Regions from separate parts of the Gossypium hirsutum genome. Here region 1 is linked to region 2. A link is a contact called in public Hi-C data. All regions are on one chromosome and are shown on one strand. Each heading gives the region's core, a stretch centred on a gene start, on an enhancer-like site or on the middle of the called end of the contact. The rest is flanking DNA. Distances are from core to core; before and after follow the strand shown. Region 1 holds the start of LOC107918018 (N-alpha-acetyltransferase 50). Region 2 holds the start of LOC107918048 (pentatricopeptide repeat-containing protein At5g11310, mitochondrial).

Region 1 (7,582 bases), core at 1,497-3,996, 180 kb after region 2:
AATGACATGAACCGGCAATGGTCACATTGACTAACGAAAGTGTTGAACAAGACTAACAAAATTTCAACTCAAAAGATAAAAAAAGGACACATTTATAAACCAATCACAACTGGCATCATTAACGCCATATCTCATGTCATTCATGCAACACAGCATCCTTATCGTCAAAATAATTCCCAGAAGTATAGGAATTGATCAAATTCACTAAGATAACAATAACCAATTCCTCTAGAGAACATTACCAGCTTTTAATTGTTATTTCTTCGCTTGTGATGGAGCGGTGAACTTGGTGAGAACAAAGCAGTCGGGAGGGTCAATGTTTGTGTAATAGTTCTTGATTGTCTCCGTGATTTCAAATCCAAATTTCTTATAGAAGTTGATGGCATCTTCATTGTTTGTCTGAACATGCAAGTAGATTTCCGGTATCTTTTGCTTCGAACAGAGATCAAGAACATGGTTCAATAGCCTTGTACCTGCACAAGATTTTTAACGAACTATGGCTTCTATTCAGAATCAATGGGAACATAATTTTTCAGCAAAAACATGCGGAGGCAGTTAGTTACACTCTACATTTCTTCATCGTTGACCTCATTGCAATTTGCAAAAGACAACCATTATTGTGCCACTGAACATGTGCAGATATTTTAAGAGTGCGAGTGAAACAAGAAGTGATCAGATTCAAATTATAGGTATTGATAATGTTAAAGGACAATACTAATATCATCCAATTAGTTTCTTGCATGACCTATTCCAAGGAAATGTTGTTTGTCTACTCACCAATTCCTAGCCCACGATATGGTGCTAAAACACCCAATGTCATGATGTACACACGGATGGCCCCACCTTCCTTCTTTTCCAGCCGGCAAGCAATTGATCCGACACAGATGTCACTGTAATATGCTGAGTTAGCATGCAAAAGAGTGATTATTAGAACAAAATACTAATTTTTGGATAACACAGGCCATTCTCCAACTTAAGCTCTAATCAGGTCTCAACTCATGTAATAGCTATGTATAACAATCACATCATCTGTTACGTGAATATGCATGAGTCACCACAAACAATTTATTCCGAGCCATCAAATTGAATAAAAAATAATTAATTACAGCTTTCTAACCATCAATGTGTAACATAGTAATTGATATCATATGATGAAGCCACTGTGACAGGGACACTACAAACATGCTCTGCACATTCATAAGATCATAGAGTTAAAAAAGGATAGAGTTGCTCAAAACTTCAATTGAGTGTATTTCTTAGAGCATGACTTGAGGATTAAGGAGAAAATAAAACAAATATGCAGTTACCAAGACAGAAGGAAACGGTAAGATAACTTCTCTTCAAAAAGTAACAGGTTTTGAAATTTCTACAGTTTCTGTGAAAAGATGTAGACCATCAAGCTCAATAGGTGCCCTCCAATGCAAGGCAGCAAATTTCAGAATCAGGAAGTCTTTAGCCTGGGTTTTTATGACTTTGAAGTTCACCAGAAAACTTCAGGGATAGCTACTACCCGCTATTTAACAGTGTAAAAGCAATGCAGGATAAGGATGTATTAACATTACACAATATGCAGAAGATCATGGAAGAAAAGGTGACTGGACCAGCTAAGATTGGTAACATATTTGAGTGTAAGGCAGCACAAGCACAACAGCAGAAGCAAAGAGTGTTTTTGAGGCATGTTTTCATGAGGATGAATGGTGACACGCATTTTTAGAGTTCAATAAGCCCAGAATATTGACCATTGAAAACAAAACACAATAAATAGAGCAAGCAATTCAATATAGGTCGGGTTATCTAACCTAAACTATCTAATCCAACAAAGAATTGCTTGTACCAATGATCACATGAGAAGACACTAAACTGATAACCGAAAACATGTTAACGGTATCGAAGGTCACTCATTATCAATCAGTGTAGGTTGTAGTTTCAAGACAGCCAAGTTCATCATTCAGTAACTTGAAACATCAAGGATAAAGTTTCTGGTCTTGGAGAATGTATACATATTAAACCATTTTTCAATCATGTATAATCAAATGCCAATATAAATCAAACTGGCCCATAAAAGGCCATCAATCTTCCGATGCAAAGAACCAAAAAGCCAAAATCAAACGCAGAAATCAAAACCAACAAAATAAATTCCCATAATAGGATACTAACTACATACGCAGAGGGAAAGAGAACAACAATAAAATTCCCAATAGATGGCATATACTAAAGAACACAAAAGAAAAAAAAACAAGATTAAAAAAGAAACCAGTGCAAAGGAAATGCCAAACAACATTGGACCAACCAAAAAGAGTTCAACAACTTTCAAAAGAAAAAAAAAATGGAAACCCAGAAAAAGATTAGGAAAAACGGAGCAAACCAAGCTTGGTGAATTCGCCAGAAGCGAGAGCATCGGCGTAGTACTTATCGTTGTAACGAACAGGGAAGAGAGCTGTGTTGAGCTTCTTCAGCTGCATCACGTTCTTGTCCCTCACTCCATCAAGTGATATTGCTACTTCTCGCCCAGCCCCCATTTCTTAACTCCTTTGCGATCTATTTGGTCTAAGAAAACAAAAGACTTGCAGAGGGGATATAATAATGGTGTGATGAGGGATTGTACAGAAAGACTTAGATTTCTTGTACGTGACAAAAGAGGAAGGGTAGAGGTTGGCTTTTCAATTTACAGCGACGGTGGAGGGATTCGCTACTCTTGGAACTTGGGGTTTCTCGTTTCCCACATTTAATGGATTTTATGGTTTTATTGTGTACTATGATGTTCGAAGGTCAATTTTTTCCCAATATTTTGGGTTTGGGCCTTAGTTTCTAAATAAAAGAGACTTGCACACTCGGTGGCCTGCTGAGCTGATAACAACTCCTTGGCCTGCATGGCCAGAAGAACTTCCCTTTTTTTTTTAACGAAAGAAGAGCATGAGTTAATATATCTGCGCCATCTAAAAATTTATGATTCATGCCCCCTCCCAACCACCCTAATTTCAGGATATTTTTTCAATGTCACATCTATGTTTTTTCTCCTAACTCATACACTAATTTATTTTCTGTTTGAAGCATGGTTTTCTTTCTCTTTTCTCTATCCTTGGAGAACTATAACTCTTCTATGGATTTTTCCCTTTTTCGCTTGTCATTTGGTACCCTTGATCAATGAAGTCAAAGGAAAAGATTATCCGCCTGATGAAATGATTAGATTGCTTAAGCTTTGGACAAAGACCTCCCTCAAAGCTCTCGTTTGCATTCATGCATTGCCACCCCTCTATGGCTCCTAACGCCAACCCCAAAGTACAAACGAACAAGCTGCCCTCTACGAAGACTAACCCTCAAGGGTAAAGTGAAGTGGAGATTGTTTGGTGACATTAGATAATATAGCTTGATATCTAGTTTGGTTGTATAAACCTCATTTTTATGTTTTTATTTTTATCCTAAATGAATGAATGAATGAAAAAAACTTAAAAAAAACCCAAAAACAACTTAAACTCTGCAAACCAGGAGCAAAAACTTAGGGTGAGTTTGGATAGGCGGTGCGTTTACCTGCGGTTAGTGTAAAAATAGAGGCGGCGGTAAGATAAGATACTGTAGCGATACTGTAGCGTGAGACAAAAAGTAAGCTAAACGCACCGCACCGCACCCAATCGTCCATCCAAACCCACCCTTAGTCTGCTTATCAAGAAGAAACACAATAATAAGAAAATGTAAAATATAGGATATTTTATATAATTTTTTATGACCGTAAAAAGTTGTGGGTGTTCAATTTTCAAAAATTGTGCAAACTATTTTTTTTCTCTTTCATGTTACAATAATTATAGTTTATATTTTAGTTTAATTAATAATGGTGATTTTATTATTTAACATTATATTATACTTCAAAAAAATCAAATTCAACTGGCACACATTTATACTAATGGTTATTACAATTTATTAATTCAATCTCACTCATAAAAGATTAGTAGAAAGTTGTCAAGCATCTATCAACTAACCTCAATAATAACTTTCAAACATAAGATATTATAAATGTTAGAACTCCTCGTTAGCATATTTTAGTTTTAAAAAGTATATATAATTTGTAACACATTACGTCCGATTCGATCGTTAGATTCAGATATGGAACGTCACAAGTCAAAACCATTGAAATCATTAACCTTTCTTTTTAAACCAACTTTCAAATTTGGCTAGTGCCTGATTACCAGAGCAGTGTCTCGTTATTTTGAAAATTTATATGGTTGAAAATGAATTAAAAATAATACAACGCTACTTTAAAAGATTAAAGACATGAGTGATAGCTTTAGGCAAAAGCTTAGAAAATATCTATAGGCTTAAACGAAATTTCCTATCGAGTTACTGCTCGAGCAATAATTTAAAACTCAACTCAATTTAATTCGATAACACCATTAACCACGTTTAATAATAAGCCAACAAGGCTACCCATAAACATTCAAAAGTACAAAATATCATTTTCAAAATACAGTTTTATTACTTTCAAATGGCGGCATCTAACAATCGTCCTAATACCCTAAGCAAATACATGTTACCCACAAAAAACAAAGAAGGCTCATAAATGGGTCGCTGATCTGGCTAATTCCCTACTATCACAATGTTGAACCTAAGAACATGAAAATAAAAAGAAGAAACTAGGTAAGTTCGTAAGAACTTAGTGAGTTCTTGGGAAATAAAAATCCTACAATAAAAACCTTTAAACATTAAGAGATTAGATTTGAACTGACAAACTAGCACGCCATATTTGGAGGATACAATTCTCTTTCTCATTCGAAGAATCCGCTGGCGGATACTACCGTGATCAAACTCAGCCTACAAGCAGACACTAATTGTCTTTGGAAACTCGCATATAATGGACACAAGCATAACTGTTATAACACCCCAAACTCGACCGAGTTGGTACAACCCAAATCTGGCGTGCCACATTAGTCACCTAAATGACTCTTCTTTTAATTCCCAACCAGTCCTACAACACACCACAATTTACATCATAAAGGTAAGTTATGTTATCACAATGCAGCGGAACCAAACATGAATCATAATACATAATGAGCAAAAGATGTAATGGCATAAAACATGTGAACACATAGCACTTGCTTTGTATAAGAAAGAAGGGTTCATATAACAAATAATAAAGTTTTCAGGATTTGCATATAAGTACGTAATTACCTAAGACTTACCTTTAAGGTTTCGCATATGTCATACATCAGTGGTTTGCGTAATAATATGGGTTCGCATACAATAGGCTTCGCAACAAGAAAGATCATACATTCAAGGATTCTCATACTTTATCCAGTTTTACAAATATATAGGAGTTTTATGTACAAGAGTTCTTGTGACACCCCTAAAGTGACCCTAGTCGGAAAGTGGTTTCGGGACCACTAAACCGAGTCATAAAGATAATTAACCGTCATAGTTGATGCTCATTATATGTACATATGCATGTGTGAAAATTTCATGTTTGAATTTTGTTAATAGTAAGTGAATTTTATCAAATAGGACTTATGTGAGAAAATTTGGAAATGTGCTAGGCAAATGTAAAGTGGCCTAATAATGCATGTTGTGAAATGATGGGTTTGCATGTCAAATTACCCAAAATTAAAGCATAGTGGCCGGCCATGCTATGGGTGGAAACATGTTGCAAACATGTTGTGTTAGTGAGTTATGTTAGAAAGAATAAAAAAAAGGGGTTAGGATTAAAGTAATGCAAAAAGGTGGAGTGATGAAAAAAAAATGGTCTCATCCATGCCCCCCCCTTTTTGCCGTGAATGGAAGAAAGGAAACAAAGAAAAAAAAAAGTGTTCATCCTTGAACATCTTTGGCCGAATGTTCTAAGGAGGAAAGGAAACAAGTTGTGTTCTTTGGTTCTTCTTGGCCGGATTGAGAGGAGGAGGGAAGAAGCTAGGCATTCGGTCTTCTACTTGCTTAATTAAGGTAAGTTTTAGGTAAATTCTTTGAGATTTTATGAAATTCTAGTTGATGGATAGGTCTTTGATTGAGCCCATGTGTGAATTTTGATCCTTGTGGTGATTTGGGCATGCGGTTAAGGTAGGAAACTTAGAAGATGATTTCTATTCCTTATGTTTTATGAGTTGGGAGCTTAAATTGAAGATGAATAAGGGGAATATGTGTATAGAGGTTTTAGTAGTATGGAAATTCGGTTATGAGAGTGTGTGTGTGGTCACTTGCCGAATGTGGGTGTCAAGGTTAGTAGGTTGGCTTAATTCTTGTATTAGAAATCTATTTGAGAAATTAGATAGGCTTTGAATGGTTGAAGTAATGAAATTAGAAACTCATGAACTTGATTTAAATATTTTAAATTTATGGTAGTTAAATGGAATAGAAAGGATCTATTCGGCCATGGAGGTTAAACACATTGTTAAATTGTTGAATATATGCTTTGGTTGTTAATGAATATTCGATCTTGGTATGAATCTCATTAATAACATTTAGTTATTAGATTTGGTATAAAATACTTATTGAAATGGTGGAATTGGATGACTTACTTATGGATTTTAGTTATGAGAGTCTTTTGTAAGTAGAGCTAGAGGGTTTAAAGGGTGGTGTTTTAAAATAAACATGTATATGGACCCTATGTATGTACCTTGTAATGTTATTCTAAACTTTTGGTTTAACTTGTGTCATATTAATTGCTAAAATACTAGCTTGTGTGGAAAATTTTGTGTATGTTTTTATGTGCCGAATGTGAGTTAAAAGATTATATATGTTCGATCTAGCCTAAGTTAGGCTTGACTTGTAACATAGTAATGATTGACTGAACGTATATGTGTGAGATAGTGAGGATAATTGTATTTCTTGCTTTGATTAAGTGAAGTATATGAAGTTGATATACTTAATTTACTCAATTAAGCTCAAGAGCTTAGAGGACCAAAGTTGGATAAAGGAAAGGAAAAAGTGATCGAATAGCCGCCGAAATCGTTCAACAACATCCGAGGTAAGTTTTAAGTGTTTAAACGTTGAGTAAATTCAATTATAATAGGACATGATGAGTTGATTTAATAAGATAAGATGTGGCCATGATATGTTCTAAGCTCAAATGGTAAGTTCTTAAGTGTTTGAGCTTGGGAATTTAAGGGTAATTTGAAATAGTCTGCTTCGGACAGCAGCAGTAACGTGACTTTAGAAAATCACCATAAATTCATGGATTTGAATTAGAGGCTGAATGAGACATGAAATTAAAGCTTAATGAGTCTGGTTTCTTATAAAAGAAACCGTGTAAGCAAAGGAATTTCCGATAATGAGATACTTAAAGTTGTGTGAGACAGCACAGAATGACACTGTAATCCTCTGTTCTGTATTTAGAAAATCATTATAAATTGTAAAAAAATGGTTATAAGATAAAATTTATATGCTTAGACTCCTTAATGAGTCTAGTTTCAAATGAAATCAAATACAACACATTTTGAATTCTGTAAAATGAGAAATTTGATTCGTAGTGAAGAGTGGTCAGATTAGTCAAACAGTGAAACAGGGGAAACTTTAAGAAAAATCTGGTATTGATTGGCCAAACCTAAAATTCTGGAAATTTTATGGATGGAAGATATACGAGTCTATATTCAGAAAAAATTAA
Region 2 (6,983 bases), core at 3,770-6,269:
TTATTACGAAAGCTACTTAATAATTGTTCGTCCAATGATCTTATCATAAGTGTGTCACCATCATTGAGTATCTTTAAACTCTTTGGAATAAATTTGTTCTCCAAATATGATCCTATCTTATCTCACAGTAATCATTACATTTTTCTTCATGAAAAGTCAATTACTATCAAATAAAAATTGGGTCATTTATCACAAAGACAAACGACCCATAACCATGTTTACTTTTCATCTATCATCAAATGCCGATGAAAAGACATGATTTACCATTTAGTTGGGCTATGAATTTCACTATTGTGAATGATGCTACATATTTCAAAAATCATTTGCTTAACACACCAGATTTCGGTTCCATTCTTAATTGATTTTCAATTTATTTGATTAAACTTTTAAATTCTTGAAGATTTTGGAATTCCTCGTTGTTGTGGTTGCCTTCATTTTCCAATAAAGCTTATTTTTCATTCAATTTACTTCAAGTTGATTGTTCCAACTTTTAAAATTCACTCTCAAGTTCAGCATCACCAAGTATCTTAACCAAATATGACTTGGAATTTGAACATAACTTGTTTTGGATAAAACCAAAATAAATGGGCTTCGACCTCAACCTTATAATAAAATATTTTTAAAATAAATCTGAAATTTTAAAGGAATTTATTTATTTTTAACATTAATTTTTTATTTTTTTGAAAAAAATAAAATTGGAATAAAAATTTATTTTATTTTCTAAAATAAAGACAACAAAAAAGTGATTATATTTAAAACAAAAAAAATTCCCAAAATCAAACTTATGTGAATATCCAAATATCCACCCTCATGCCAATTTTCAAAGAATTAAATCAAATCAATTTAGAAATAAATTAAAATCAGTTTCAAATCAACTGGGACCAAAAATAAAATAAATCTAACTTAATTCAATCTAAAACCCTTAAAATTTATGAAGGGAATTCAACCCATCGTTATTTCAACTTCAAAAATTAATTCCAATTTCAAAATTAAATTAGTATTAACTTTAAAATCGAAACAATTCTACTTAAAAATATTTCATAGCCCTTCAATGAGTTCAAAGCCCAATTGAAATTGCATACCCTCATCAATATTAGGTGTTTACATTGGACAAAAATATTAAACTAGACCCGACGATTTTGAGCATGTAATGGGACAAATGAATTATTATTATATAGTTTCTATTACTACCCAAAAGAACCCCAAATCTTACACTCAAACTTACTTTATACGGGTAATTGTAATGACAATAAACCAATTGAGCTAAGACTCAATAAAAAATATAACCAGATAATAAAAAATAAATCATTTCAACATCTAATCTGTATAATAGTTGCATTGAAAAAAGCACATCAATTTGAGAAAAAAATGTAGATATAAGTTTTGTTTAGTAGAATGGAAAGAAAATTAGAAGGATGAAAAACTGAAATGATAGAAAATTAAAAGAATGAAAAACATAATTTTTCTTTCCATAGGTGTGCTTGATATGAAAGATGAAAAAATGAAAAGAAAAATACTTTATCTTCTTATTTATTGCTTGGTAAAGTTAAAAAATGGAGGAAATAAAATAAAATATTTGAAAAATATATAATTTTGAACTACCATACACATCTCTCATTTTTTTCCTCTTATCATTTCAATTTAGAAGGATTGAATTTTATATATTAGAATGAAAAATAATCATCCTTCCTATTTTCTTTCCTCCCAACCAAACACGCTCAAAATTTATTTTCTTCACTTTTCCACTCCCTCCCATCCCTCCACGTTTTCATCTAACCACACCTTTAAACTCCATAGCTTACTTGGTTTAATGAAACACCTATTTATTAGATATGCCATGCTTAAGAGAAAATATAACTATTTCAATTGTAGTTTTGGAGACATGTTCATTTTTTTTTCCCATGCCCCGGGGGGGGGGAGGGGGGGTTAAGGGGTGAACCCCAAAAAATGTACATAATATGGTTCCTCAATTTAGAACACCCAAGTATAATTTAATTCTTACCGGCATCGACATGATTAGCTCCTCAAGTCAAATCCAAGAATAAGATTTGTGATTCCATCTTTGACAATGAAAATAGTGATACTGACAAAAGAAGAGATAGTGCTGAGTAATTGCAACCTCGAAATCTCTCAAAGTCAATTTCAAATAAAAAGCAAGCACTCAATGCATTTACTTCAGATCCTCCAGCTTGAACATCAATCTTTTCTATCATCGTGTCTTCTACATACCGATATGTGCAGTGTAAAAATGGCCTTTCATTTTCATCATACCGCTGCTAATATTATACTCAAAGATATATGAGCTTTCACACGGTATCTTAATCACAAAACAGAGTTCTCCACAATCAATTTCCATTATGTTTTCCCCGGAGATAACAAAAGCCATCTAACAACTGCTCCAAAACTTCATGAAGCCTGCTCCATTGTAGTTGCTTCCTTGCAGTTAGGCCTTAACTATTCATACTTGTTTCTTTAGCTCTTTTCTTGATAATCTCAATCAACTGGCCAGCTCTTGACACAGCATTTTCAGATAAAAATCTATGCTTAACAAGTTCTCTCGGATCATTACATGTTTTTAGCATATCAGACAACTGCCTTATGGATGTCCTCCTTGCTTGTGACGAGTCCTCATCTCCACCATATGTATTGGGCAATTTTTTGGAAGAATGGATAGAACTCATAATACCACATAGTTTACTTGCCATCTTTGTCATTCCCCTTTTCTTTAACTCATCATTCATTCTCTGGAAAGTGAGGTATTGTGGAGCCAAACCCCTTTGTATCATGTCCTCAAACTCCCAAAAAGCATCTTCAAACCTATGCATTTTGCAAAGCAAATGAACCAACATAGTGCTAGAAGCCAAGTCCCTATCGTATCCCCTCGCCATCATTTCTTTGCTAACCTGAACTGCCAAGTCCAACCTCTCCTCCTCACACAGAAGCTTCAACAAAACCTGGTAAGTAAGCCGATCAGGAGTATGACCAGACTGAATGATCTTTGTATAAAGGTTCATTGCTTCCTCAATTTTCCTGAATTTCAAGAAATATCGAAAGAAATAATTGTAGGTTGTAGTGGTTGGGATGCAACCCCTGCTAATCATCATCTTAAGTATTTTACTAGCTCCTGCTAAATCTTTGGACTTGCAGTAACCTTTTACTAAAGAGTTATATGTCGAAATATCAGGGCTAAGTTCACAGAATAAAACTCGTCCCATCATCACTAATGCATCCTTTAACCTACCTGCTTCCCCAAGTGCATCAATAATTGGATTATATACTTTTAAGTTCGGCTGAATTCCTACTCCCTTCATTTCATCAACCAATTCCATTGCCCTCTCAACACGACGCATAGTACAGTATCCTTCTATTAAGGTACCATATGATACAACACTAGGTGACACACCATTCTTTTTCATGTCCAACCAAAGTTTCTCTGCATGCTTGAGCTTTCTCAACCGTAACCATCCATTTAATAGCATGTTATAAACCTTGATTGATGGAACCCAACAAAGATCTGTCTCCTTTTTTCTAGAGAAATATTCACTTGCCACCCCAACGTGCCCTTCCTTACATAGGGAGTCCAAAATTATTTCAAAAAGATTACTTTTGTCATTAGAACTGCAAATTTTATCTAAACAGCTTGCAAATTCAAATGTCCGGATAGCAGGCTGAGTCATACCTGCATGATTATATACTGCATCACTAAACCAAAAGAAATATAAAATTCAATGGGAAATTTAAACTCTTTAAAGAAGGTTTATTTTCTTATCATGTACTAATTTTAAATGATCATATTAACTTAATGATTCAATGTTGAGTTTCATTAGACAAGTACATTTACCTGCTCAAATATAGTAGTAATCCATAACTTCTAAGTCCAAAACAAATATCTTATTCACAGAGTTGCAAATTCATCATCGAATTGGTATATACTGCACATGTGAGTAGATATACCTGCTCCAAATATGGGACAGTAGTAATCCATAATTTCTTGGTCCAAGAACAATTTCTTATTTACGGATTCGCAGATTCATCATCGAATTGATAAAAAACTGAACATGTAAGAACATACACCTGCTCGAGATATAAGGTAGTAGTAATCCATAAGTTCTTAGTCCTAAAACGATGTCTTATTTACATATATCGTCTCGATATATAGGATAGTAATGAGCCATAATTTGTTATTCCGAATCCAATATCTTATTTAGGGATTTGCAAATCATCATCTATATACCTACCTTAAATTCGTTAAGAAAACAATATTGAAGGTCAATAATGCAAAATGTAGACACAGAAATAGAATGTGAAGGATTGCTTTATCAGGAATTCAGGAGTCCAAGATTAAATTTCTAGGAAAAAGCAAGTTCAAAGCTTTTTACGCAAAGCATGAAGGAAATTACCAGAGCGAGCGTATCGTCTGATCAAAATTATAAAGGTATTGACAGAAACCAAATTGGAGTCCTCCTTCCCAACATCAATCCGATCAAGAACCAAAGTCCAGGCGTCCTCAAACTTCCTAGCTTTACCAAGAATATTGATCATCGAATTAAACAACGTCGCAGAGGATTCAAACCCAGGTTTCTTTTCAGCCCAAAGAAATAAATTATGCAACAATTTTGGAGAAGAATCAAAGCGCTCGAATATTGCTTGGACCAGATCCGGGTCAGGGTCTACCCTTGTTTGGTCCAAAGCGGACTCGAAAGATGAACTGGAGGTAATGGCTGGGTCTTTGAGGAGATTGGAGATGATGGAAATTTTGTTTTGGGAGAAACCTGAGGTGGGAGTTGGGTGAGGTCTGGTGTTAGAAAGAGGAGATGAAGAAGGTGAGGGCCACTTCATAGAAGGATCACCTTTTTTGGAAATCCGTGATTGATCGGAGAAGAATAGCCTTCGCAGATAATTTACATTCAGAAGAAGGAAACGGCGTTGCTGCTGGTAGAGAGACTTCATTTTTCTTGTCTTCTAAAGAAATCCTGAGGTTTTAGGTGGGTTTTAACGGTCGTATTATCGTTGGGTAAAGACCCAAAGAATTTGGAGAAATTTGAAAGCCCATTAATATTGGCCATGATCTTGAGAATTTTGAAAAATTCCCACTCTAACACTGCATTTGAGGCCCAAAATGTTAGAAATCGAACGTTTAGAAACGAAGAGAAAATCCAAGAAGCATATAGCAAGCAGGAAAGTAGAGAGAAAAAAATGGCTCCACTAAACTAGCATAACACCCCAATTATCAGGTAAATTGTAGACAGTGGTGCTTTAAAAGAACAAATAGAAAAAAAAATAGATGGTAGTTTTTGGTTATTAATGTTTTTGTAACTATACTACCAATTAATAGCATTCCCTACAGGAGCACTTCTCCCTGCATTGCTCCATAGGCAAAACTACATACATGGAAGCCAGGAGCCTTGCCCCCATGATACCAACTCCATGGGCAAAGCTAAGCACCAAGACTTGTCATTTTCATGTGGTCTAATCATAATGAGCAAAGCAAAGCAATTTAAGTTGAAGTTGCAAGCATTTGTGCAAGAATTCGTTTTCAGCCATTTTGTGAAAAAAATTTATTTAATAAAATTCTGCCTTTGTGCATATTTTCCAACAGGTTGTGTTCTTTATTGCTTTCCAAATGAGCTTTTGTATGTAAAAATGTTTTTCCCTGAAAAGTAATAAAAAATAGACTTCAGTGGTAGTAAATTTTCAACTTATTTGAAGTGCTTTTGGGCATATGAAAAAGCATAATTTTTTAGCTTTTTCAGCCAAAAAATACTTTTGGGCTGGTATTTTACTTTTTTAGCCAAACACAACGCTAGTTCTTTGTTTTCATCTAGAAAGCACTTTGCTTTCATCTCTTCATCACTGGTTCTTTGTTCCTCTGCTGGTTCTTTGTTCCTCTTCTCCACTGAAGAAGTCTCTGGTTCTTTGTTCCTCTTCTCCACCACCGGTGAGTTTATCTTTTTCTTCTCTTCTTCTGTATATTTTTGTTTGTCTTTATTATGGGATTGATTTTTATCATTATTTCTTCTGTATATTTTCTCCTCTTCTCCACCACCGATGCTTCTCTTTGGAAGATTTTTTTCTCCCATTCAAAGCCCACATTTTTATTTATTCTCCCATTCAAAATCTCTATACTTTTTGACTTTTAGAACGAATTCACCTCTCGTTTGTTGTTACAATGCTGATTTTTTATGCTTTTGTTTTTTGTAATGTGACTAGTAAAGAACACTTGAAGAAGAAGGGGTAAATGCCAAACAATTTCTGGCATTTTAGTTCTAGCATTTTAGTTCTACAATTTAATATAGTAGGACGGCATTTTAGTTCTAACATTTTGTCGAACAATTTTTGGGCAGAATTGATCATGCCAACTTTGCTGTAAAATACCATCAGGCAATTTAGTGAGCCTTTCAAGGAAATATCATTATACCAATTTGTTTATGGTTTGAGTACTTACCATGTTCATTAATAACAATAGGGTTCTGGTCATCCTTTTTAGCCTGGTCTTGAGGCATAAACGTTAGATGCACACTACTAATTTCTACATGTGTTTGAGTAATAAAACCAGCTGACCAAGCTTCTAGGTAAATCATTACTCAGCTTTGATACCATGTTGCAATACTCATGATGAAGTAGAGGTTGTTTAGTGATGACAATATCGAATTTGGCAAGGTACTATATAATTGCCTATTTGGACAAAAACATTCCAATTCAAAGGTTTAACATGTTTGTTATTTCTGCAAGGTCTCTATATTACTAATACTTGTTTGCCAATCAGGATATATACTTATAAGGGTACCTTTGCTACGTAATCAAAATCTCCCTGAATTGGACCAATGCAATGACTGATAAATTTTGGTTTTTAACAGGTACAGAGGAAGATATGGGCAACATTTTAATCTGTTTCAAGTTATAGATATAGGAGATGGATTATATAGTAAATCAAATGTTGCAGAGAGCTGGATTGTTTATATTGTCTCCAGCCAAGCAATTAT

What was found. A called contact is a pair of places that touch in the nucleus more often than the background predicts.
Region 1: a contact with region 2 is called in a Hi-C map of leaf, with 1.7 times the contacts expected there. The contact joins the promoter of LOC107918018 here to the promoter of LOC107918048 in region 2. A contact is called at or near these places in 2 of 34 Hi-C or Micro-C datasets (hypocotyl and leaf).

The regions. Positions count from the first base shown.
Region 1 is chrD08:25,497,526-25,505,107 of Gossypium_hirsutum_v2.1, forward strand. LOC107918018 (N-alpha-acetyltransferase 50) reads right to left here and starts at 2,747. Exons shown (of 3, transcript XM_016847509.2): 1 at 2,366-2,747; 2 at 778-900; 3 at 77-473. The coding sequence starts at 2,519. The coding sequence ends at 256.
Region 2 is chrD08:25,316,966-25,323,948 of Gossypium_hirsutum_v2.1, forward strand. LOC107918048 (pentatricopeptide repeat-containing protein At5g11310, mitochondrial) reads right to left here and starts at 5,020. Exons shown (of 2, transcript XM_016847549.2): 1 at 4,401-5,020; 2 at 1,840-3,679. The coding sequence starts at 4,950. The coding sequence ends at 2,451. LOC107918042 (a long non-coding RNA gene) reads left to right here and starts at 5,337. Exons shown (of 2, transcript XR_001689884.2): 1 at 5,337-5,938; 2 at 6,858-6,983.